Regions from separate parts of the Mus musculus genome. Here all the other regions are linked to region 3. The links are chromatin contacts, called in public promoter capture Hi-C maps. All regions are on one chromosome and are shown on one strand. Each heading gives the region's core, a stretch centred on a gene start, on an enhancer-like site or on the middle of the called end of the contact. The rest is flanking DNA. Distances are from core to core; before and after follow the strand shown.

Region 1 (5,470 bases), core at 2,944-5,443, 1.4 Mb after region 3:
CTGCCGGGCAGTGGTTACACACGCCTTTAATCCCAGCACTGGGGAGGCAGAGGCAGGCAGATTTCTGAGATCGAGGCCAGCCTGGTCTACAGAGTGAGTTCCAGGACAGCCAGGACTACACAGAGAGACCCTGTCCTGAAAAAACCAGAAAGGAGTGGAGTTTAAACATAAAGATGCTGGATTTTAGCATTCAGATTGCAGAAGACCAAGAGAGGAAAATACAGCAACATCCTTATCTCATGGCTCTGCCAGAAGAAAGCCAAGACCTTGTGAATCTTGTTTTGTTATAGATTGTATACCTACGCTCTTTGAAACAATTCCAAGTTCTAAAATTGTACTGATTTTAGCAATCATAACACTGTTTTTCTCCCAGTCCATTTGAGCTCCTTCAATATCCACAATAGCTTATTCCTATGCGTACCTGCAGGGTGTTGTAGTCTCTCGTAAAGGGGACCATCAGCTCCCACAGTGACGAAAACACCACCAGCGCTGTGAATTCAAGCTTGTAATTTGTGGCCATGTGTTCAAATAGCATCGTCAGGCCATGGGCAGCCAGGTGCTTCCGCTGGTATTCCTCAGAGCCCTCGACAGACACAGGTCGGGTCATGGACAGGGACACATCCATTACCACCACAGTGGGCATGATGGACAATTCTAGCACTCCCTCTCAGCACACAGCCAGCTACAACCAGAGAAATGCTGTGGAAGAGAAATAAGAGTTTACATATCCTGGGAAGGAAGGGTTTTTTCCTTATGTATAAGAGTACACTGTAGCTGTCTTCAGACACACCAGAAGAGGGCATCAGATCCCATTACAGATGTTGTGAGCCACCATGTGGTTGCTGGGATTTGAACTCAGGACCTCTGGAAGAGCAGTCAGTGCTCTTAACCACTGAGCCATCTCTCCAGCCCCAATTTCTTTTTTCTCAACCACAGTTTAAACCACTTTCCCAGAACTATGTGGTGGTGAGCACCACAGAATTACAGGAGAAGGAAAACACAAAGCCTAGTTGACCATGAGGGCCTCTCCTAGACACACCCACTAACCAGCATAAACCAAGAACATTACATTCAATTCATTAAATTCTTTGACTATGGAGCTTCCACTTTACACAACTCCTACTTCAACTCCTTAACAATTTACTGAAGAACAACCTAGCCAGTATATGGTATGTACTACCTGACAACTGCTAACTTTTTTGCCAGTGTCTTGATGAATATTGTTTCATATTTAAAATGAAATAAGATTCAGTATGGAGAAAACATATCTTCTTTTCTCAAGAATAAAGTTCCCAGATACTCAGATCTGCTCATGTGGGTTGAGACTGTTGGTCCTCTATTCATCTGCAGAGTCAATAACATTTTATAGAGCTATAAATAAAGGACACAGATTATATATAAAGAATGAGTAAAAAAAAAAAAAAGCACTTCACAATATGCGTATGTGTATGTGTGTACAGGCTGCATGCGAATTCATATAAATCACATTGTAGGCCAGGCAAGGTAGCATATGCCTTTAATCCAAGTACCCAAGACACAGATTTGTGAATTCAAGGCCAGTTTGGATTTCATAGTGAGCGCTAAGATAGCCAAGGCTATATAGTAAGACTCTGTCTCAAAAAACAGAGGTGCATGCCTATAATCTCTGCCCTAGCAAGGTGGAGAGTCAGCCCAAGGTCATTCCTAGCTATGTAAGGTGTTTGAGGCCAGTCTGAGCTATATGAAACCCTGTCTCAAAGGACCAAAATAGGAAAAAAAAAATCACATTGCATACATCATCTAGAATTAGGGTAGATGCAACAGATTCAAAATGTAGTGTTCTCTAATTTAACAACAGGCACTGCCCTTCAGTACATGTCCAACTGTAACTGTGTGACAGTCTGCAATTCCTTTGTAAGTAGGTTGTTGGGAACTCAGCACATACTAGTTCATGGCAACAATGTTATATGTAAGAGCAGATCAAACAGGAAAAGCCTTTTTTTTAACCACATATTGGCCATAGATACATCTCACATATTGTAACAGCTCATGTATCAAATACCAATGAAGTTAACCCAGAGAAAAAAGTTTTACTTTTCAGACTCTCTTTACCAGTCCAAAATGTTAGACAGTAGGAAAGAAAATTAAAAGAAAATTTCATTTTTTATTCAGTGTATGTATCTGTGTGAGCGCCTGCCATACATGAGCAGGTGCCCTCAGAGGCCAGAAGAGGGTGTTAGAGTCCCTAGAGTTGGACAGGTGGTTGTGAGCTGCCTAATGTGGGTGCTGGGAACTCAACTCAGGGTCTCCAGAAGTGCTCTTAACCACGGAACCACTCCAGCCCCTAAGGAAAAATTAAATATGTATCCCTCTCTCTGTCTCATTAAACAATGTGTTAAACATATTCACTCTTCTGGGAGATGACATGACCTCACCACCCCCGACACCCCCCACCCCCAAGCATTACTGCCCTGTTTTGCTACATACTAGCATTTTCCTAGGTCCATGCTGCCTAGGAAAAGTGAGTTCAGAACTGTATTAAATGAGGTCACTAAGGGCAAGGATCACAATAAGAGTTTGCTTCATATTGGGCAGTGGTGGCGCACACTTTTAATCCCAGCACTCGGGAGGCAGAGGCAGGCGGATTTCTGAGATCGAGGCCAGCCTGGTCTACAGGGTGAGTTCCAGGACAGTCAGGGCTACACAGAGAAACCCTGTCCCGAAAAACCAAAAAAAAAATAAAAAAATAATAAAATTTTAAAAAGACTTTGCTTCCTAATGTCTACTCAGGTTTACATCTGGCACACAGCAGGTGCTCATCAAAATCTCAACATAACCAATGAACTACCCCTAATACAACATACATTAATTCATTAGGAAAATACATTGTAAATTTTAACTCTGTACACAAAAATACACTTTCTTATTTAAGCAGAGCCACCAGGGAGTCCTGCACTTCTGCTCAGGTGCAGTTTATCCAGCTCTTGTGGGTCACATTTATGCACGGAAGCCTTTATGGTTTTTAAAGCTGATGATCACGCCCTCACCTCTTAAGAGATTGAGAAACAGTTTTCTGGATCAAGTACCAACAAGCACTTCCAGTCCATGAAATTGCTGCTAGCACTGCAATGGGTGACCGCAGCTGTCAGTCTGGCCTTCTCTGAAGACACCTGAGAAGCTGGCTCTTTCTCCTGACTGATGCATTTGTGTCAGGGCCCGAGTGCACTTCCTCAGCCGTGGCCGACTTGTGGCAATCCAATTTTGTTTTTGGGTTGTAAGCACTGGGATAAACGAAAGAATGGAACGTCCCTGAAGGCTGTTTCACTCAAGCAGTCTGGGCTTAGCCACAAAACTGAAAAATAAAAGATCTCTCATTAGTAGATAACACGATGTATTTCTCACTTGGGCTGACTCTGATCAAATTTCCCCACACCGCCCTCAGCCTTTCCAATTGGTACCATTTTACAATGTTTCAGATAACCAAGGGTTTTCTTTCTCCTGGACAGTCTACTCCTGATGATACATCCTCGCCACATGACTGCTCTAAAAGCCATCAATTACATTTATAGTTCTACTCTGAAGGGGATCATTAGCCCATTCATAGCAATTTGACGCTCAGGAATCTCTCAAAGCTCCACTTCAGTTTCTAAGTGCATACACGTCGGCTTTTCTGTCGCTCTGGCTTGCCCTACGAATTCCTCTAAATTCTCAGATGATTAATATCTGAATGGGTAGCCTGAAGTGCAGCAGAGTTCACTTAAGACTGCAACTGAAGAATAGACCTTTACCTTTAAAACGAGCCCAAAACATTTGTTGTATGGAACTCTCGGGGAAAGAGGGGACGGAAGTCTCAGGGTCCAGGGACGGAAGACTCTCAGGGGAGGAAGAAACACGGCCCCAAGCGCGGAATCCTGCTGCTTACAAGACCCGGGCCACACAGAGGGCAGGCCTGTCGCAGGCCCTGGAGCCAGCGCCCCTGAGACCGCCACCCTACGCGGGCCTCAGAGAAGGTCCGCCGCCCGCCCTGTGTTGTTCCTTCCACTCCTTCCCCTGTAACCCCAACCGCCATCGAAACACAGCCCTCAACAGGCACATTCCCTGACTTACCCGGAGCCCATCTCCAGCCTCTGTCCGTCCGCTTAAACCTTCCGTCCGCGCGCCATAGCCGGAACTTAAGGGCCGTGCGACATAAGGGAACCCGGAGGCAGCGAATAGCGTGGGCTGGGCGGGGCTTCCAGCCCACGGGCGCTGGGTTGTGGCTCTCCCGGGACGCTAGGGGGTGCTCCTCCTCTGTCTCTTGCCCACGGAGCCCCAATTTCCTCCCAGGCTGAGCCCTGCGGGGGGTTTCTGGCCCTTCCCCCTTTGTCTTACCCCATTCTGGGTGCCTCCCTCCATTTATCTCTGCTTTGCCTTTTTATTAACCTGTAGACCCCTGGCCAGTGTCTAACATTTCTGTCATTGCTTTTCTTCTTCAGAATTCTCAGTCACACCGACAGAACAGTAGGATGCTCTTCCTACTCTTAAAAAACTGTAATCCCCGGCTGAGTGCTCAGACTGTAAGCACCTGGCTGCCCTGAGTCTAAGTTGCATTGAGATCTTAGTACCACGTTATTTCCCTACCCTGACTTTGAGACCGGCAGAAGCGTGACTCAGTTATTGCTTTTGTGCCTGAGATGTGCTGAAGGTTTTGCTTTTAGGATTCCATGTAAGGCTTTGAGGGTCCCTGCCTGCTTCTCTCCACCAGGTGTCCCTAGCATAGCATATGCCTCAGGGAGTTCCTGGGCGGGGATGAGAGGGTGAGGTGGGCAAAAGGTGACTTGCTAACCCTGTGGGCTGTAGGGGCCTGGAGAATGTCAGTTAGTAGTAGGCCTCAACGGATGCTAACAGAACGCTGGGTAGTTATGGTTCAAAGACCAATACTTCACAACAGCAATTACAAGTGAGAACACAGAGCTCCCTGTAAAGTCTTAGGCATATGGCTTTCTTTAAGCTTATGGGTTGCAAGCGGGATAAGGAAGGGAAACTCTTAGAACTGACTTACCACAACTTGCTCCGTGGGAAAGTGTTTGTTGTTCTTTAATGTTTCCTCTTTCTATTAGAGGTGGCAGAGAAAGCCAACACTAGACTCTGGGGAACCAATATCAAGGCCGCATGGCCTGTAGACTTAGCTTTTGTTTGCTGCAGGACATCTTTCTCCAACCAGGCTAGTTTCAATATTTCAAAAGACCTTGCTATGTTTGAACAGTTATGGGGCTCTAGGTAAGTAAGAATATATAGCCTGATTACTTAGCCGTAATGGGAGAGATCTGGCCAAGACTATGCAGACAGAGGAGTTATCTGTCTAGTTGCTCTATTGTGGTGATGATTCAGCCATGGATTGCTGTTCTAGGCCAGCTTAGATACATGGTCTGGTTTATGACCTTAAAGACTAAACTTAAGTTAATTAGTTTGCTCATTTTTAATGATCTGATAGGTGTTCAGATTTGTTGTC
Region 2 (5,924 bases), core at 1,880-4,379, 1.0 Mb after region 3:
CATGCTAGCACAGAAACAACAACACCTGAAAACCACCAACAGACATGCTAGCACAGAAACAACACCACCTGAAAACCACCAACAGACATGCTAGCACAGAAACAACAACACCTGAAAACCACCAATAGACATGCTAGCACAGAAACAACAACACCTGAAACCCACCAACAGACATGCTAGCACAGAAACAACAACACCTGAAACCCACCAACAGACATGCTAGCACAGAAACAACAACACCTGAAACCCACCAACAGACATGCTAGCACAGAAACAACAACACCTGAAAACCACCAACAGACATGCTAGCACAGAAACAACAACACCTGAAAACCACCAATAGACATGCTAGCACAGAAACAACAACACCTGAAAACCACCAATAGACATGCTAGCACAGAAACAACAACACCTGAAACCCACCAACAGACATGCTAGCACAGAAACAACAACACCTGAAACCCACCAACAGACATGCTAGCACAGAAACAACAACACCTGAAAACCACCAACAGACATGCTAGCACAGAAACAACAACACCTGAAAACCAACAGACATGCTAGCACAGAAACAACAACACCTGAAAACCACCAACAGACATGCTAGCACAGAAACAACAACACCTGAAAACCAACAGACATGCTAGCACAGAAGTGGAGCAGCTCCAAGACCCTCAGCCAACTATGGGCAACTGGGAAACGCCGAGAGCAAGAGAAACCGTTTTCCCCAGGGATGAGCACCTCAATTCATTATTAGTGGTCAGCCCTGAAATCATATACATACAAGTAACATTAAATGTACTAGTCAGGTTGTATTTATGTATACATGTAACAATAAGTAAAGAAAGAGAGGCCATGAACTTGAGAGAGAACAAGGGAGATGCATTGAGAGGCTGGAGGGAAGAAAGAGAATGGGGGAAATTATGTAATTATATTTTCAAAAACTAACAAATATATGTATATATAAATAAAACTAACATATATATAAACTAGAATAATGGGTCTGCAATTAAGAGCACTTGTGACTCTTACAAAGGACCAGGGTTCAATTCCCAGCACCCATACAGATGGTTCATCACCATCTGTAACTCTAGTTCCAGGGGATCCAATGTCCTCTTCTGACCCCATAGGCAGGAGGCACATATGCAGTGCACATACACACACAGGCAAAACAATCACAAAACCCAAAATAAATAACTCTGAAACAACAATAACAATAGTAATAGCATTCAAAGGAAATGAGGATGTCTTCAACCTACACTTGGCAAATCCTACTTTCTCCCGGGTTCTACTGAAGAACATGAGACAGACAAGCTTTGAAGTCATACAACTTGGGACTAAATCTGAGGTAATATTGGTATACAGGCTTGTGTGACTGCTGTCAAGTTAGCTGCTTTAAGTCTCAGTCTGTAAAATTAGGGTAATGAATTCCTCGGGATTGTGTGCAGGACACTAGTGTAGTGTCTACTATAGATATGAGTACTGAACAGGGGTAAGGAAGGCATGGACAAAACAGCACAGCAACCTGAGAGACCAGTGGGACCGGGCTATGCACACTCTCCAAAAATAACCGGAGTATCTCATGGGCCTTGTGGCTGCCAATCTGTTGACAGTGTTTTCCTTTCTAATCTGCACTTGCTACTTACTGCATTGTTTTTGAATATAGTTTTCCTGCTATTTTTACAATTTTGTGTGAGTCCTTAATTCAATCATTTGAGTAAGAGGCCAAGTACCTGGAAACACCTGATCCAGACAGACCCACTCCACCGGATACACTGGTATTCATAGTATCAAACCAAAACAAATGAACCCGGGAGAGAACTATTATCAACCTCATCAGCCAATTATGTTATAAAGGTTTCTAGGTGTGGTCCAAGTCCTCTACATTTGCATGCTTTAGGACAGTATAAAAGATACTGCTCTGCATCTTCAGTAAGTGGATCCAACTTTGAAGCAGGACACAAGAGGTGTGTCCTCCCAGAAATGCACCAGTGTAAACCTGTCGCGTGTTTAAGGGACTTTATAGTCCAAATTCTAGAGTTTTATGCACCACACATCGTCAACAAGGAATACAGAGCAAAGAAGTGGCAAAGGCTAGCTTTCGCGGATAAGCATACAAGTTAACTAGCACGCAGATTCGAGTTCCAGACACCACAGCTCCAACCACCGAGCGCATACTGGTTCTCACCCGCTTCTTTTCCTCCACTTCCTGCACGCACTTCACCCTCCAGCGGTCAATCTCCTGCTCCCGTTCCGTGGCCTGCGCGGCCTCCGCCTCCCGCTCAGCCTCCCGATCCCGGGCCCTCTCACGAAGCCGCAGCCGGCGGCGCCGGACCCTCTCCAGCCTCCGTCGCGCCTCGCCCACATAGGCGGCCTGGGCCAGCGGCTGCAGCCGCTCCGCTAGCTCCGCTCGTAGTGGCGCCGCCTGAGCGTGCAGGGAGGCCCAGGCTGCTCCGTCGGCCTCAGCCTCGCGCAGGGACTGCCCCAAGCTGCGTAGCCGCCGCACCAAACGCAAAGCGGAACGCAACCGCGCGCGGACTTCACCCAGGCTGGGCCCGGCGGGTGTGCGCGGGGTCCGGAGGCCACCGGGCCGCCGGGGGTTCCCGAACACCGCCTCCAGCCACTGCCGATCACGCAGGCGCTGCAGGGCCGCGTCTCCGAGCACGTCGGGCGGCGGCGGCGCCTCCGCCCAGCGCGGGCTCCAGGGCGGCCCGGGACCTGGAGGCGGTGGCCGTGGACGCTCGACGGCGTCGGGCCCCGGGAAGGGCCGGCACTGCGGCGGCGGCGGCGGCAGCGGTGGGGGTGGCACCGGGAAGAAGGCGCCGCCACCGCCACCGCCGCGGGAGGCCTCGGCTGGCGCGCGGGGCTGCAGGGCCAGCGGAGGCTGGAGGAAGGGGGCGGAAGCCCCCGGGAAGGGGCCGGGTCGCTGGGGAAGGGGCGGCGGGAAAGCCGGAGAGGGCAGCGGCGGGGGCGGACAGCCGAATGGAGCGGAAGGCGGTGGCTGCGGAGGGGGAGGTCCCTGACGGCTCTGGGCGAAAAAAGGTGGCAGAGCCATGTCTGTAGTGCAGCGGTTGGGAGCAGTGACAGTAATCTGGGAACTTCTTTATCCGGGTTCCAGGAGGAAGTGACGTGTATAACGTGCGACCGGTGCTTGACTCACTTCCCGGAAGCGAGGCGTAGTGCAGGACCTTGGTTTGTCGTGCCAGGAAGCTTGAACCTTCCCAAACCACCAAGGATCCGTCTCCGATGTTAGGGTTTATTTCGGGCTCAGGCTCGGGCTCTCCTCCAAATCGACCTTAACACAGCAGGACAGAAAGAGAAGGCGGAGCAGCCCTGAACCCTCAGTAGAACAAGTTTTTATAGAAAAATAAAAGCTGAAAGGAAATAAAACTTGAGACATGTGATTCATGTAATTTATGTCAAATAGCCCAAAGAGTTGTTTGTGAGCTTTGAAACCTGGGGCTGAGAACATAGCAGAACAGGCCAGGACATGCCCCCCTATCTCCCGCCCTTCTGACAGTCTGTTGATGTTTAAATGAACCAATCATGTGAAACCTCGCCAATTCCTCCCCCAGCCCCATCCCTTTTCTATAAAAATCCCTAGCTTCCAAGCGTCAGAGTCGAAACCACTGTCTCCTGTGTGAGATACGTTTCGAACCGGAGCTCTGCCATTATGGCTCCACCATGTGGTCGACACCTCTGTCTCCTGAGGGAGATATATGTCGGCCCGGAGCTCCGTCATTAAACTACCTCATGCTTTTACATCAAGATGGTTGTCTGTTCGTGATTCTTGGGTGCGCTCCGAATGGAAATTGAGTGGGGGTTTCCCCACTAGGTTCTTTCAAAGCGAGGGAGGGGTTGTCCAGTCTGGCAAGCATCTAATAGAATGACTATAAGCCAATAGTTGGGTGCCCTGAATCGTGCATTTGATCACAAACAGTTTGAAAGTACATCTGAAACAATCAAACTAATCTTTGATTAACTGTTGCTAGGAAGTAGCTAGGGATTAACTCTGGCCAAGGACAAGCCATGGGGTCCTTTCTGGTATTTTGGTGCAGCTTGAGTTCTGCTTTTTTCTTTTCTTGAAGATGGAGGCTGGTCCCAAGATGGAGTAGGTTTGGCCTCTCCAATTCAGTCTTGAATTCAGAAATCCTGATGATTGTTAACGTTCTAGAGGGACTAGAGACACGGTCTGAAGCTCCGGCTAAGATCTGAAAGACAACAAAAAGTTATGAGAGGAACACAGGATGGAAGCAGCAGGTACTAGTGATTTGCAGTATGTCTGCTGGGGGTCGAAAGAATGCAGGGTGTAAAACACAGAAACACAAAGAGAAGCTAGGTGGTCTTGGAGAGATAGATGTTACAGTGTCCATATGTCATATTGATAGAACCTAGTGGGGAAACCCCCACTCAATTCCCGATTTGGTGTGCACCCAAAACCCAAAAAATCACGAATAGACCGTCTTTGATGTAAACACACAAGGTAGTTTAATGATGGGGTTCCGGACCAACATGCATCCCACACAGGAGATAACGGATGTTGGCCACAGGCTCGAAAGCTAGGGGTTTTTATGGGGTAAGGAGCTTAGGGGTGTGGAATTCAGCATAGCGACATGCTATTGGCTTATTCAAACATCAGCAGAAAAATTACATGTACGTGCAGGATGTCAGAGTTCTATGAGTTGTTGACTCAGTTCAGATAGCCCTGTTATGTCCTCACATTCCTCTTTATCTTTATGGTCAAGCTGTTCCCAGGAATGTTTTAACTATGGGGCATGCCCGGGTTTGTTTTTCTTTTTTCTCAGCCCCAGGCAGCCTCTAGGCTCACAAACAACCAGCAATTTCTGAGTACTTTATATGACATACAGGTCTTGAAATTTCATCTTTCTTTCAATATCTTTGATTTGCTTTGATCTTCTGGCTGTTCTGGAACTGGTTCCCTAGACCCAGCTGGTCTCGAACTCAAAGAGATCTGTCTGCCTCTGCCTCCCCAGTGCTGAGATTCAAGGCATGAGCCACCACTGCCTGGCTCCAGGGTGTCATGTTTTAAAAGAAAAGAAGGAAGGAAGGAAGGAAAGAAGGGAAAGGTAAGGAAGGAAGAAAGGAAGAAGGAAAGAAAGAAAGAAAGAAAGAAAGAAAGAAAGAAAGAAAGAAAGAAAACTGACTAATGGCTATAAGCCAGAATTGTAAAGGGAAATCCTTCCATCTTATTAGTTAAAAAAGTTAAACTTCTTTGGTATAAACTTAAGACTCACATTCAGCTGTAAGAAACAATACAAAGGAGCCTGCGTGTCCTTTATCCTGGTTTCCCAACTTGCAACATCTTACAAAGCTGCAGTGCATTTTCCCTTTTAGAACCACACCATTTTTATCCCTTAATCCACCTTCTGAAATCTCAGTTATCACTAATTCACATACTAAAAGAGTTGTGTGTGTGTGTGTGTGTGTGTGTGTGTTCACTAATCCAGGAGTGCACTCACAAGGAGGCTCAGAAAGCACAGTGTGCTATCAGAACTGGAGATTTATCTATCTGTGTTTTATTAGTATTATTCCTGACAGGATCCCATAAAATGAATTTATACTTCTGTTTGATCATTTTGTTCCTGGGGGAGATTAAAGTCATGTACCACCGCCACCTTGTTCACTAAATCTAGAATTTAAAAAACTACTAATTTACAGAGATCTACTTGCCTCTGCTGTGATTAAAGGCACGATCTACCATAGCCCTGCTCAAATATTTTATCTTATCTCCAAAAACACACCAGCTCTTGGATATTTAGAAATCAAAGTTTGAACTGTAGTAACTCTTTGAATTTACTTGAAATATTTTAAATCTCTTAAATGTGTTTTTAATACCAAACAACAAAAATATCTGAACTGGAAATTTCTATTTCTTTGGAGACTTAGTTGTGTCATGTAATGTT
Region 3 (6,408 bases), core at 1,961-4,460:
ATCAAAGAGAATACAAAGGGACAAAGAGTACCCTCTCCTAGACTATCCCAATAGAAGCCACCAGAACAAATGATCAAGGTTAAAATATCATTAGTAACCAGGCACATCAATAACATGGGCCCCCTAGTAAAATGCATTGATACAGAGTGTTATAATCAAAACACACAAAACTTCAAATCTAATCATGAAGAAAAAAATCAAATGAGCCAAAAATGAGAGTATTTTTACAAAAAATAAAAATAAACAAACAATATTCAGAAAGTTACGAGAAACCTAGAAATTGGTCAGGATTAATGACTCTGACCCAGAGACAGTCAGATCTCTATGAGTTCAAGACCAGCCTGATCTACAAAGTAAGACCCCCATCTCAAAAAAACCAAACAAACAAAACAAGCCAGTATGGTATCACATGCCTGTATCCTCAGTATTCTCAGTACTTGGAGTAGCAGGAGGATCAGGAGCTCATGGCCAGTCTCAACTAGAGTCAAAATCAGCCTAAGATGCACAAGCTCCTGTATCAAAAAGAAAAAATAAAAATAAACCTAGCCATCATCTGATTCAGCATCACATTTATTTGCTGGTAGATCTCCTCTGGAATTTAATATTCCCATTAATTTTTAAGGGCCAGTAGAAAAAAATAAAGTCATCAGAAAGTACCTATTAGGTACCTATTTTGTGCTCCTTTTAGTTTAAAAGAAAAAAATACTAGCTGAAGTGGCTTTGCTGACTTTACAATCTCCTTTTTAAATGACTCAGCCAATATTCTCTGTTCAAGATCTTGATAATATTTAGAAGGTATCCCTAGCAACCTGTTTTGTGGGTATACTAAGACAAAGTTTTATATATGATGAAAAATAATTGTTTGTTGTTTTTATGGTTGATTACCTACAAAATTTCAAGGGCTTGTTCACGTGCTTTGATCTCTCTCACATAGCCAAGACGCCTGAAAATCTTGATCATTCTGCCTCCACCTAAAGCTCGAGTTTGGTTTCACAAGTGTGCTTTTTACCTAACACAATTTTCCCTTATCACAAATACAGCATCAACATTATCACTTACAGTCTAAGAGTCCACTTTAAAATCAGCTGCCCACTGAACCCAGGCATTTTGCTCACAACACCAAGACTTTTCACCATGTATTACATGCGTCTTCTACTAACCAATCCAACACCAAAAACAGCACGTCCTCCTCTAACGTGTTATCCATTTCAATGCGTTATCCATTTAAATAAAATATTTTCACATGTTTACATTAATGAGACGACTATGTGATGCATTTGCTTCTCCTCCATATACCACCAGCACGACTGCACAGAGAAAATACATAACCAGCAAATCAATGCATCCATGTTGAAAGGAACTGGCAAGACCAGAAATTTAAGAAGCAAAGTGATAAGAACCTTAGGGAAAGCAAAATTCATACAAGTTGCTGATTCCAAGAGGCCTTAAAAGGCCATCCATTTCAATGACAACTGATAATCTATCCTCCTTTTGAAAGATGCCAGGCTTCCAACCTGCCATACAATCCGGTCATGTGATTTGGGAAAAATATAATTGACTGTTCTTTGTCCTACATTATGCTGTTTTTTTTTCTCAAACTACATGACAAAATATTTTAACCTATTTCTAAAATATACAGATTTACAAGTGCAGAGGACAAGCATGCATTGACACGTGCATTTATGCATAATACGAGCACTCGGGACATTCACTTTTGCTTGTATAAACACACAGGTATGTAAACATATAATCAAAGGCACATCACCATCAATTTTTTAAAAACTTTGAAGCTTACTTTCTCCTCATCGCAATTAATTTTTCTTTTCTTTATATAAACACCGGCCCGATTTAGAGGACTCATCACACAAAAAAAGAAAAACTATAAAAATAACTCAGATATTATATCCAAAAAGAACAATGTTAAGGTTTGACTTTTAAAGCTATTTGAGCAACAATCATTTTGAAAGAAGACACAATGAAATATGGTGACGGCTGGGAACAGCCAATGATAATGAACAAGTAACCCGGCTTAATCAAGTGGGCCAAAGGAATGGTTCAAATAAAACAAATCATTTTGGGAACATACATAAAATAAGGAAGTACCATTCAAGGACAAGCTAGGTACTCTTAAAAAACAAAAGAGTCTGTTAGAAATATATCAAAATATTAACAGTGAAATGCTATCTCTGGAGATGGGTTATTAATTCGTTGGAATTTATCACTCTTGATTACCTATACACCTTCAAGGTATTACACACATTTTTAAAACTAACGCAAATGGAGATTTTTGTCCCTGTGCTTCACAGCTACCATACACATGCATGCATAGTACATACATACATACATACATACATACATCGCGTCTTTACATAACCTCCTGGGAGAGGTAGGTACCAAGCTTCTGTCCTCGTGTCTCCTGGGAACCTGCCACCCATCACTGTTCCCAGGGTTAGCTCCTGTCATCACCACCATCCACCTCTCACCCTGGAGACTACACAACTGTCGCCTCGTCTCCGCTCCAGGTAGCAAGGGCTTTAGAAATTGTTATTTTATCCGAAGAGAGATTCAGAGAAAGGTTTACCGAAAGGATGAGCAGCCCCCACCCAAAAGCGCAGACGAGGAGAAAGACGCACGGTCTCAACCTCCACCCCTCCGAAGTCGGCCGGCGACAGGGAGCACCGGAGTCGCGACTCTCCTCAAGAGGAAGAGATGGGAGAGCCGCTCCCCAGTCCCAGTCCCAGCTAAGAGAGACGCGCTCGATAGCGGATAAAGGGGAGAAGGTCACAGACGCGACCCCTGAGGCGCTGAGGGGCGCAGACTGCAAGCTTATTCAGGGGCGGGTCCCTCCCTCCGGCAGGTGGCTCGGCTTCCAACAGGCTTCCAGGGGGCCAGGGGTTCCTCGGGCCTCCGCCCGCCGTCCACCCGGAGCCAGCAGTCCCGCTCGGCGGGCGGCCCCGGAACGGCCCCGAGCGGCTCGGCCGGGCCAGCCGATCACACACTCGGGAGGTCACGATGGCGAAAGAGAACGTGTTACCTACCGTACGTGGGTCGGGAGCTGGCGGCGATGGGGTGCGGCTCCAGCACCCGGCACCCGGCTGGCCAGCGGCCGCGCTAGCCGCGTCCTTTATATTTTTGCTGCAGCGGCGGCGACTTGTCAAAGGGAAAGACGTAAGAGGCGGCGGCGGCAGCGGCGGCAGCGACGGCGGCAGCGGCAGCGGCAGGCGAGTCTCGCGGGACTTATGAGGGAACTCTCGCGAGATCAGAAGCGCTGGTCCTGCCTCCTCCGGGCCTCGCGCGGGAGGTGGGAGGCAACCTGAGAGGAAAAGGGAGAGAAGATGCCGGCTTAGGCAGTGATGGGAAAGCGATGAGTACATCGCCGGCCGGGAGACCCTTCCTGTGAGGGTACTGGGGACACTCTACCGCCCCATGTCTCTTAACCGCTGGGTCCTCGCGGAGTCACGTGTGCCCGTAGGGAACTATCAATTGGGGGCATTTCACAAAGGGCGCTGAAGGATCAGGCGAGCGTGGATGTGTTCAGGATGAGTACGGGACAGTCTGCAAGAGGATCGGGGTCCGAATGCTGCCGAGGCCTCGGGGCTGCCGAGGACCGAGAGAAAAAGCTGCGGCCGGCCACACCCCTTTATCTCGGCTGCTTGCCGGGCGCTCTACTCCCTTTATCTCCCATCACAGTCTGCCCTTAACCTTGTGGCTGGTTAAGTTTACGCCCAAGCAAGTGTTTAAGTTGACCAACTTCTGCCCTGTCTGAGGAACACGGGAGGATTGACCTTTAGTACAGGTCTTGACCCTGACCTATACAGTGATGCACTCTGAGGAAGAACACTAACTTGGTCATCTAGCCCAACGTCTAGCATAGATGTAGGCGCTCAAATGTTGAATTGATATTGTTGAATGCCTCTGTACTTAAGGACTCCCAATCTCACCACTGTAGCCACCTTCAGCAAAAGGTTTTTCTGGAGAGAGAGCGGTTAAGAGGGCTATCTCTTACAGAGTGACTTGGCTTCACTTCACTTCAGGATGTCCAAAACCACTTGTAACTTCAACACTCACTTCTGAACGCTACAAGAACCTGCACTCGCGTTAACATACCCACACATACACATGAATTTGTTTTTGTTTTCAAGACAGGGTTTCTCTGCATCGCCCTGGCTGTCCTGGAACTCTCTGAAGACCAGGCTTTTTCCTGATTCTGCTCCAGAGTGCTGGGACTAAAGGCTTTTGGGGAAGGGGGGACGTTATAAATAAAATCTTTTTAAAAAATTCTTGTGCTAAAGACATAAACATACATGGTATAAGCAGCTGGGTGGGGTGGCAATCTCTGTGAGCTTGAGGCCAGTTTGGTCCACATACTGAGTTCCTCCCCTTTGGTTCAATTGGAAATGTGTATCATACAAATTTAGCCTAAGACAAAAGCTACTCTCAGCTTTGTGTGTGACTTGGAATGGCTTGCTTGGCTTCCCTGGACCTCAGTTCCTAATCTGTTCATTTAGAATATTAGTTATTATGACAGGGTTCCTCCTTAGAGGAGTATAGATAATGAGATAATCACTAAATAGAACTTCTAATGGTGCATATAAACTTCTATGTATAAGATGTGTGTTCTAGTCTAGGTATGAGAGGCAGATTAGCATGGAGTGATGACATTGTTGCTAGTGCTTTTTATGGTCTCAGGTGTTTGGTTTTGGTCCTGGGGAGAAGGGACTGAGGTGCATATTTTTCATATCAAAGCAGACCTGGCCTCCTGATTCTCCCTGCATCCCTCAGTTCCGACCTGTCATACCCTGCCCCCAAATGTGAGCTTTGCAGCCCAGGGGCTGGGTTGCCCTTCCCCCAGAGGCTTCTCCCTATAGAATCCAGACATTTTGCGTGCTCTCTCTCTCTCTCCCTCCCTCCCTCTCTCTCTCCTCTCTCTCTCTCCCTCTTTTCCCTCTCTCTCTCTCCTCTCCCATTCTCCCACTCTCTCCCTCTCCCACTCACTGCCTTGCAGACCTGAGTTCTGTTCCCAGCACCTATATCAGGAGGCTCCCAACTGCCTGGAACTCCAGCTCCAGAGAGATCTGACACCTCTGGCCTTAGCAAGCAGCTACATTCACATGTGCATACCCCCATACAGATATGCACATATACACATAGATATCATTTAAAAATAATAAATCTTTTTTTAAAAAAAAGACATTTCCTCTCTTGCCCTCTATTTAGCTTCCTCCCTAGGAGATATATGCAAAGAACTAAATATAATTGAGTCCAACAGCACTCAACTACTTTTTAAATTTTCACTTATTATTTTTATCTTTTGTGTAAAGTGTTTTGCCTGTATACATGCCTGTGTGCCACCTGCATGCAGTGTCCACAACAGCCAAAAGATGGGACTAGACCCCTGGGAACTGACATTACCCACCACTGTATGGGCCACAACGTAGGTGCTGGGAATCAAACCTGGGTCCTCTAAAAGAACTGTCAGTACTTTAACAGCTGAGCAATTTCTCCACCCCACATACAATTACAAATCAATGTCAGCAAGGAAACTCTACTTTCCACCATGACTTTGGCCATACCACTTTTTCCAAACTCAAGTACTCAAATCAGCACTTTTTTAAAGCCTCATCAACATCAGCCTCCCACCTCTACCACCTCAGATCTCCCCTAGAAAAATGGAAATGTGTTCTCAAGGCCAAGGGCTCACTATCATAATGGATCCTTGTCCTGATAGCTCTCTGAGCTGTGCACCATGGCCACAACAGAGAGGCAACTCTCCCTGCTTGCATATGCCACCATTGGCCTCCCAAGGCACGTTCTGTACTCGTGCACCACAGTCAGGGACTGGAAAGTCAGAAAAATGTGTCATTTTCATCTCGCATCTGCCTATAAGCTATGCTTAGCTCTAAAACGAAAGCTATAGCTAAGTTGGAAGCGAAATCAGAAGAGTAAAAATATGGAGGAAAAGGGAAAGGCTAAAAGGATTCAGAGAATGTATTGAACCATGACTCTGAAAACAGAAACTTGCCAACTCAGGAGTCTACAGATAAGAGTCCTGCTGTCACAGGAAATCGCAACCTGCCTTCCCCTTTTCTGCCTGTGAGTAAATGGACTTACTCCTTACCCAAGAGTATGAGAGTCAAAAAGCCAGGCATGGTGGTGCACACTGGAAATTGCAACACTCGAGAGGCAGAGGCAGGCATATTTCTATGCATTCAAGGCCAGCTTGGTCTACATAGAGAACCCCAGGCCAGCAAAAGGGACAGTAAGACTCTGTCAAAAAAAAAAAAAAAAAAGTCAAAGAATGTAGGAAATTATCTGAGACATTTTCATTTATTCACTTAGCACATCTCCACTGAGGAACTATTTTTGGTCACACATTGTATGAGGCTCTAAACAGACTGTTGACAAGCT
Region 4 (5,752 bases), core at 2,093-4,592, 1.1 Mb after region 3:
TGACAGCCAGTGTCAAGGTCTGTGGTCAAATGACAGTGTAGGTTTGGAGATAAAAGTCAAAGGGCCAGGAAATCCCAAGAGGGCTAGAGATCCTCTGGCCTGACAAGGGCTTATGCAACCCGTGTGCCAAGGAACAAGGTCAGAGACTCTCAGCCTGGGCAGCCAGCACATACTCAATTACATGCCTCAAATCAGGGTGCGTGCCTCCCAGGCCAGGCCCAGAGAACACAAAGAATTCTCAGTGTAAGAACCAAAGAACTGGTCGGGTAGAAATGTTCTCAAAACAAGGCATCTAAGAGATAGTTGAGGGCTTTGGGGACCGTGGCAGGATAAGACCAGACCACGCCTATCTGCTAGGGACTTGGTTCATCAAAGGGTTCTCTAGCACCAGGGCACTAATTGTTCAAAGCTACTGCACCTGTAATAACACCTAGGTAGGTGGAGGAAGTAATTGCAAGTGGCCAGAAGTGGCAGACGCTCACATCATTTCTCGAAGGCTTTCAGCCAGAGAAATGAGAGATTGTTAAAAACAGCTTCCCAAGTTTCTTTCTCCAGCCACAAAATGATCCAGAAAGTGAAATGCAGACTGGACTTCATCTTCTTTGAAAATTAGCCTTTGAAGTCACTTGACCTATAGGCATCTGTTGTCAAACGTATGCATCTTTTGTGCTCAAGTCCCTTACACCACAAACTCAAAAGAGTGAACAGGAGCTTGCAGAAGAAAGCAGGACGGAAGTCGGGTTGCTTGTTTCCTCCCACTTCCTGTACACGGACCTGCAGAGGCACTGTGGTTAATTAAGCCTTGAGAGATCCTCAACTCACGGCTAGGATGGTAAGGGCCAGGTGGAGCCAGATGGCCCGCCTTTGTTTGTTGCTTGAACTCCAAGGAATGAAAGCAAAGAGAGAAGCCAGAGATGGTGGGAGATACTCGGTGGCCATTCTGAACATTTCTCTCATCAGATAACATGGCTGGTTACATTAGCTGACTTCCTAACATAGAAAACGTGATGCATTCCTGGCACGGACTTAACCCAGTGATAATGAATTACCTTGTATTACAGGTTGTGTTGGGGGTCCTAGTATTTTGTGGTGAGTTTTGTATTTTTTAAAACAATACATTTTTAATGCAAATGGGTGTTTTGCCCGGATATATGCCTGTGTACCATGTGCATTCCTGGTGCTGGCAGAGTTCAGAAGAGACCGGAACTGGATTTAGATGGTTGTGAACCACCATGTTTGTGCCAGGAATTGAACCTGTGTCCTCTGGAAGGGCAGCCAGTGCTCATAACTTCTGAGCCATCACCCAAGCCCTGGATTTTTGCATTTATACTCGGGGATGGAATTGCTCAATAATTTCCTTTCCTTGTATTATCTTTATCAGATTTAATACCAAGGATATTCCAAACTCTTTTTCTTTCCTGCTTTCTTGTTTTGCTCAAGATAGTTTTATGTAATCCAGGCTGTACAGAAACTCGATTTATTGCTGAGGCTGACCTTGAACTATTAATTGAATGATTCCACCTTCCAGGGGCTGGGATTACAGATGTTTGTCTACCACCATATCTAACTACATTTTCAGTATTTTGGAAGAATTTCTATGAAACTGTAATCATGTATTACTCCTGTATTTGAAATAGAACTTGCCACTGACGCAGGTAGGCGCAAAGGTTTGTTTGCTTGTTTCTTTTTATAGCCCAGGCTAGCCTCAAATTTGTGCTCCGGCCTCATCCTTCTGAGAGCTGAGATTGTGGGTGTACACCACCACTACTGGAGACTTTCTATTTTCTTCACTGAGTCAATTTTGGCAAGCTATATCTTTCCAGATAATTCCAAATATTTGGATTACAATGATAACTGACATCTGGAATACCCTAACTCTTAAAGAAATTATATGATTTATGTATGGGTCATGCGAAGTGCTGAAACCTGTAATCCATCCCAGCACTCCGAATTATAAATCATCAGAAAGTAACAACGCCTATGTGCACTGCGTGGCAGTTTATATAAGTACTGTTAATATGTAACTTCATCTGAAGGGCAAAGTCTAACTAGTTGCAGAGGGAGGGACAACTTCTTATCTAGGCAGAACAGCTGGTTCAGATCAACGCCCCTTTAGGGCCACACTAGAGCGTTTTGTGGAGGACTATGTAGCTATTCCATCACTCCTGGGATTAAGTCACTGACAAAAGGAAGCAGCCACCGAATGACCTGGCAGTGTGTCTGCACGAGGGTGTTTAGGAGTGTTCTTGCTGATGGGAACCTTCCCCAAGGCCAGGCTGGGTGGGAAGTCCAGGGAATTGGCGTGTTTTCTAACACGGGTGGAGCTGCTCCTGCCTGCCGTTCCACAGGGCCACTTGGCCCAGGATGCAGCGAGCAACGGTGGATCAGGACGGACTCACCAGGGCCTCGAAGTCCTTACAGTCGTGGCGGGCGTAGGAGGCGGGGAAGGGCCGCAGCACCGAGTCCCGCTTGTAGCTCTGCAGCGCCGAGGCGAAGAGGCTGCAGCGGAGGTCCGCAGCCAGCACGTCGCGGCTCGCTGCCTCCCTGGCTGCTGCCCTGTTGGAGAGCTGCATCCCGGGCTCGTAGCGCGTGGCCGGGAGGAGACAAGGAGGGGCAGCGCGGGGCCTGGGCCCGGGGGACCGTAGACCGTCTGCTGCCAGGTTTTCCAGCCCGGGGGGTGGAGCTAGGCAAAGGGGTGACAAATTGACATTGGTGAGAACGCGCCGGCGAGCGTCCTCTGCAGGACACTGGGCACGGTCGCTCAGTGCGGGGAAACACGGGATCTGGGAGAGTCGCCTCTCGGGTCCCGCCAGTCCCGGAGTCCCCGGTATGGAGTTGTCGCTATTGCACCCGGCGTGGGTAGTACCCCGGGGACCCGGCCGATCAGTCCTGGCCGCCCCACACTGCCAGCAGCCACCGCCTACCTCCCCGCCCGCCGCTCTCACGCCGCTCCGCCCACCCGGCCCAGGCCCGCCCCTTCCCGCGCCCTTGCTCAGCTCGCGCCCGCCCACAGGTCCCGGAGGATCCCAGCTGCCCCGGGTGCTGGGCAAAGGTGCCCAATGCGGCTGCTAGTCATCCTCGCCACCGCCCCAAGTGGAAACCGCCCCGGGACCCGCCCCGGGGAATTGTCTTTGTCCTGGCTCCACGGGTTGAGCCAGCCTCGCTCACCTTGGGAATTGCCACCTGTTGAATAAATCGGTTTCCTCTGGAGCTGACACGTTGCACACAAGAAGCCACTTGATACCCAGGGAAAACTGAAGGTCGGAGTGACACAATACTTTCTCAAGACACTGTAGCCGACCCAAAGACCTTCCTCTCTACCTTACAGCCTCCGCAATTCTCTGAATTGCTCAAATGTCTGACCTCAGATTTCCCAGGATCCTCCTCCTTCGAAGGCCTCTAACAGGAAGTCGGGAAAACAGGCACTGGGAGAACAATGACCTAACCCTGCCGAAGGGAAAAGACCGGACCCCAAGATGACTCAGCAACTGGTCGAGTAAAGGCACTTGCTGTCCGTCCTCACGACCTGAGTTCTATCCCAGGATCCCATATGTTAGGAGCTAAGTGACTCTAGCAATTTGTCCTATGACTTCCACACCTGCACCAAGGCTCAAGTGTGCCCACATGTGAACGTATACACAAAATAAATAAATGTAGGGCTGGTGAGATGGCTCAGCGGGTAAGAGCACTGACTGCTCTTCTGAATGTCCTGAGTTCAAATCCCAGCAACCACATGGTGGTTCACAACCACTGGTAATGAGATCTGACTCCCTCTTCTAATTCGTTTGAAGACAGCTACAGTGCACTTATGTATAATAAATAAATCTTTGGGCCGGAACAAGCAGGGACTGAGCGAGCAGGGTTGACCAGAGCAAGCAGTGGTCCTAAATAAAAATTCAATTCCCAACAGCCACATGAAGGCTCACAACCATCTGTACAGCTACAGTGTACTCACATACATAAAATAAATACATTAAAAAATTAAAATAAAGGCAGGAGGATTTCTGAGTTCGAGGCCAGCCTGGTCTACAAAGTGAGTTCCAGGACAGCCAGGACTATACAGAGAAACCCTGTCTTGAAAAACCAAAATAAATAAATAAAATAAAATAAAAAATGTAAGAACAGATTCCCTTTACCTCTTCTTCTTCAAGACCTCACTAGAAAAAAAGCACTTGGCCTTCTGGTCACATAGAAATCTAAGACCAGTGCTGAATTGTTAGACTAAAAGTCCCCTTTAAAGACCCCACACGTGCTGAGAGGTGGTGGCTCACGCCTTTAGTCCCAGCACACCAGAAGCAAAGGCAGGCATATCTCTGAGTTCAAGTCCAGCCTGGTCTACAGATCAAATCCCAGGACAGCAAGGGCTACACAGAGAAACCCTGTCTCAAAAAAAACAAAAACAAACCCCAAAACAAAACTTTACAAAAACAAAAACAAAAACAACCATTAATTAGATAAATAAACATACACACACACTGGCTCTGCTCTCTGAGAAATCACCCCCTTCTTGGGCATCCGAATGGGACCTGGCCCTGTGCTCCTCAGACTTCGGGAGGGAAGACAGGCAGAACTATATTCTCAGACCCTAGAGAGCTTCCCAGGCCAAACAATGATGCAAACCACCCCCAGGAGTCCAAATGGTAATGGTTGTTGTAAGGCCTGGGCTGATTTGGAATCACCAAAATGTCTGAGAGCCTATGACCTCAAATAAAACCCCTCCAGCACCCCAAGTCCTGGGGCCCCTAGGGCCCCATGGAGCATCTGGAACCCTAAGGTACCTGCTGCATGTCTGAGGCATATCGCATGACCCTCACTCTGAGAAAACCTTCTCACCACCTCTCCTGCCACATAAGTATAATAAATGTACTTTTAAAGAATATTAATGAGATGGAGAGATGATGGCTCAGTGGTTAAGAACACTGACTCATAAATGAGGAAAATACCTAATTAAAAAAAAATACCGTTTAAAAAACAAAAACAAAAACAAAAAAAAAAAACCCACTGACTCTTCTTCCAGAGGTCCTGAGTTCAACTCCCAGCAACCACATGGTGGCTCACAACCATCTGTAATAGGATCCAATGCCCTGTTCTGGTGTGTCTGAAGACAGCTACAGTGTACTCACAAACATAAATAAATCTTTAAAAAAATGAATGAAGGACCAGAGAGATGGCTCAGTGATTTAAAAAGCTTCCTGATCTTCCAGAAGACCTGAACTCAGTTCCCAGCACCCACATCTGGAGGCTTACAACAGCCAGTGGCTCCACTTCCATGGACTCTAACACCTCTGTCCTCCATGGGCAGTGCCCTCACATGTGGAGTACATGTTAGCTCTGTGGAGACACATAATTAAAAATAAAGGAGCTGGAGATGTGGTTAGGTTAGGGGATATGGTTCAGTCGTTAGTGGCTGCTCTCCCAGAGGATCTAGGTTCAATTCCCAGCACCCCCTTGGCAGCTCACAACCCTCTGTAACTGCTGTCCCAGACAATCTAATGCTGTCTTCTTGTATCTTCAGGCACGAGGCATGCATGTGGTACTTGATCATACGTATAGGCAAAACACCCATACACGTAAGAAAACAGAAAGGGCTTTACAGTTTTTTTCTTTTTAATATTTATTTATTTAATGTATGTGAGTACACTGCTGCTATCTTCAGACATACCAGAGGAGGGCATCTGATTCCATTAGAGATGGTTGTGAGCCACTATGTGGTTGCTGGGAATTGAACTCAGGACCCCTGGAAGAGAAGTCA

Evidence for each region. Promoter capture Hi-C pulls out the DNA fragments that hold promoters and counts their contacts.
Region 1: a promoter capture Hi-C map of liver shows a contact between it and region 3, with 4 times the contacts expected there. The contact joins the promoter of Ints14 here to the promoter of Herc1 in region 3. A contact is called at or near these places in 3 of 39 promoter capture datasets (erythroid cells, liver and pre-B cells).
Region 2: a promoter capture Hi-C map of liver shows a contact between it and region 3, with 6 times the contacts expected there. The contact joins the promoter of Pdcd7 here to the promoter of Herc1 in region 3. A contact is called at or near these places in 6 of 39 promoter capture datasets (cranial neural crest, hippocampal neurons, liver and 2 more).
Region 4: a promoter capture Hi-C map of erythroid cells shows a contact between it and region 3, with 9 times the contacts expected there. The contact joins the promoter of Parp16 here to the promoter of Herc1 in region 3. A contact is called at or near these places in 2 of 39 promoter capture datasets (cranial neural crest and erythroid cells) and 1 of 115 datasets of contacts at active chromatin or transcription factors (pancreatic cancer cells).

The regions. Positions count from the first base shown.
Region 1 is chr9:64,959,555-64,965,024 of GRCm38.p6, reverse strand. It overlaps Ints14 (integrator complex subunit 14), which reads right to left and starts at 4,193. Exons shown (of 13, transcript NM_001077631.2): 1 at 4,087-4,193; 2 at 3,027-3,331; 3 at 422-699. The coding sequence starts at 643.
Region 2 is chr9:65,343,273-65,349,196 of GRCm38.p6, reverse strand. It overlaps Pdcd7 (programmed cell death 7), which reads right to left and starts at 3,129. Exons shown (of 5, transcript NM_016688.2): 1 at 2,189-3,129. The coding sequence starts at 3,055.
Region 3 is chr9:66,347,252-66,353,659 of GRCm38.p6, reverse strand. It overlaps Herc1 (HECT and RLD domain containing E3 ubiquitin protein ligase family member 1), which reads right to left and starts at 3,210. Exons shown (of 78, transcript NM_145617.3): 1 at 3,039-3,210. It overlaps Gm30447, which reads left to right and starts at 6. Exons shown (of 2, transcript XM_006511600.4): 1 at 6-3,039; 2 at 3,142-3,335. The coding sequence starts at 2,589. The coding sequence ends at 3,317.
Region 4 is chr9:65,212,280-65,218,031 of GRCm38.p6, reverse strand. It overlaps Parp16 (poly (ADP-ribose) polymerase family, member 16), which reads right to left and starts at 3,342. Exons shown (of 7, transcript NM_177460.4): 1 at 3,169-3,342; 2 at 2,400-2,683. The coding sequence starts at 2,573. It overlaps Gm40527 (a long non-coding RNA gene), which reads right to left. Exons shown (of 3, transcript XR_870869.2): 3 at 5,597-5,752.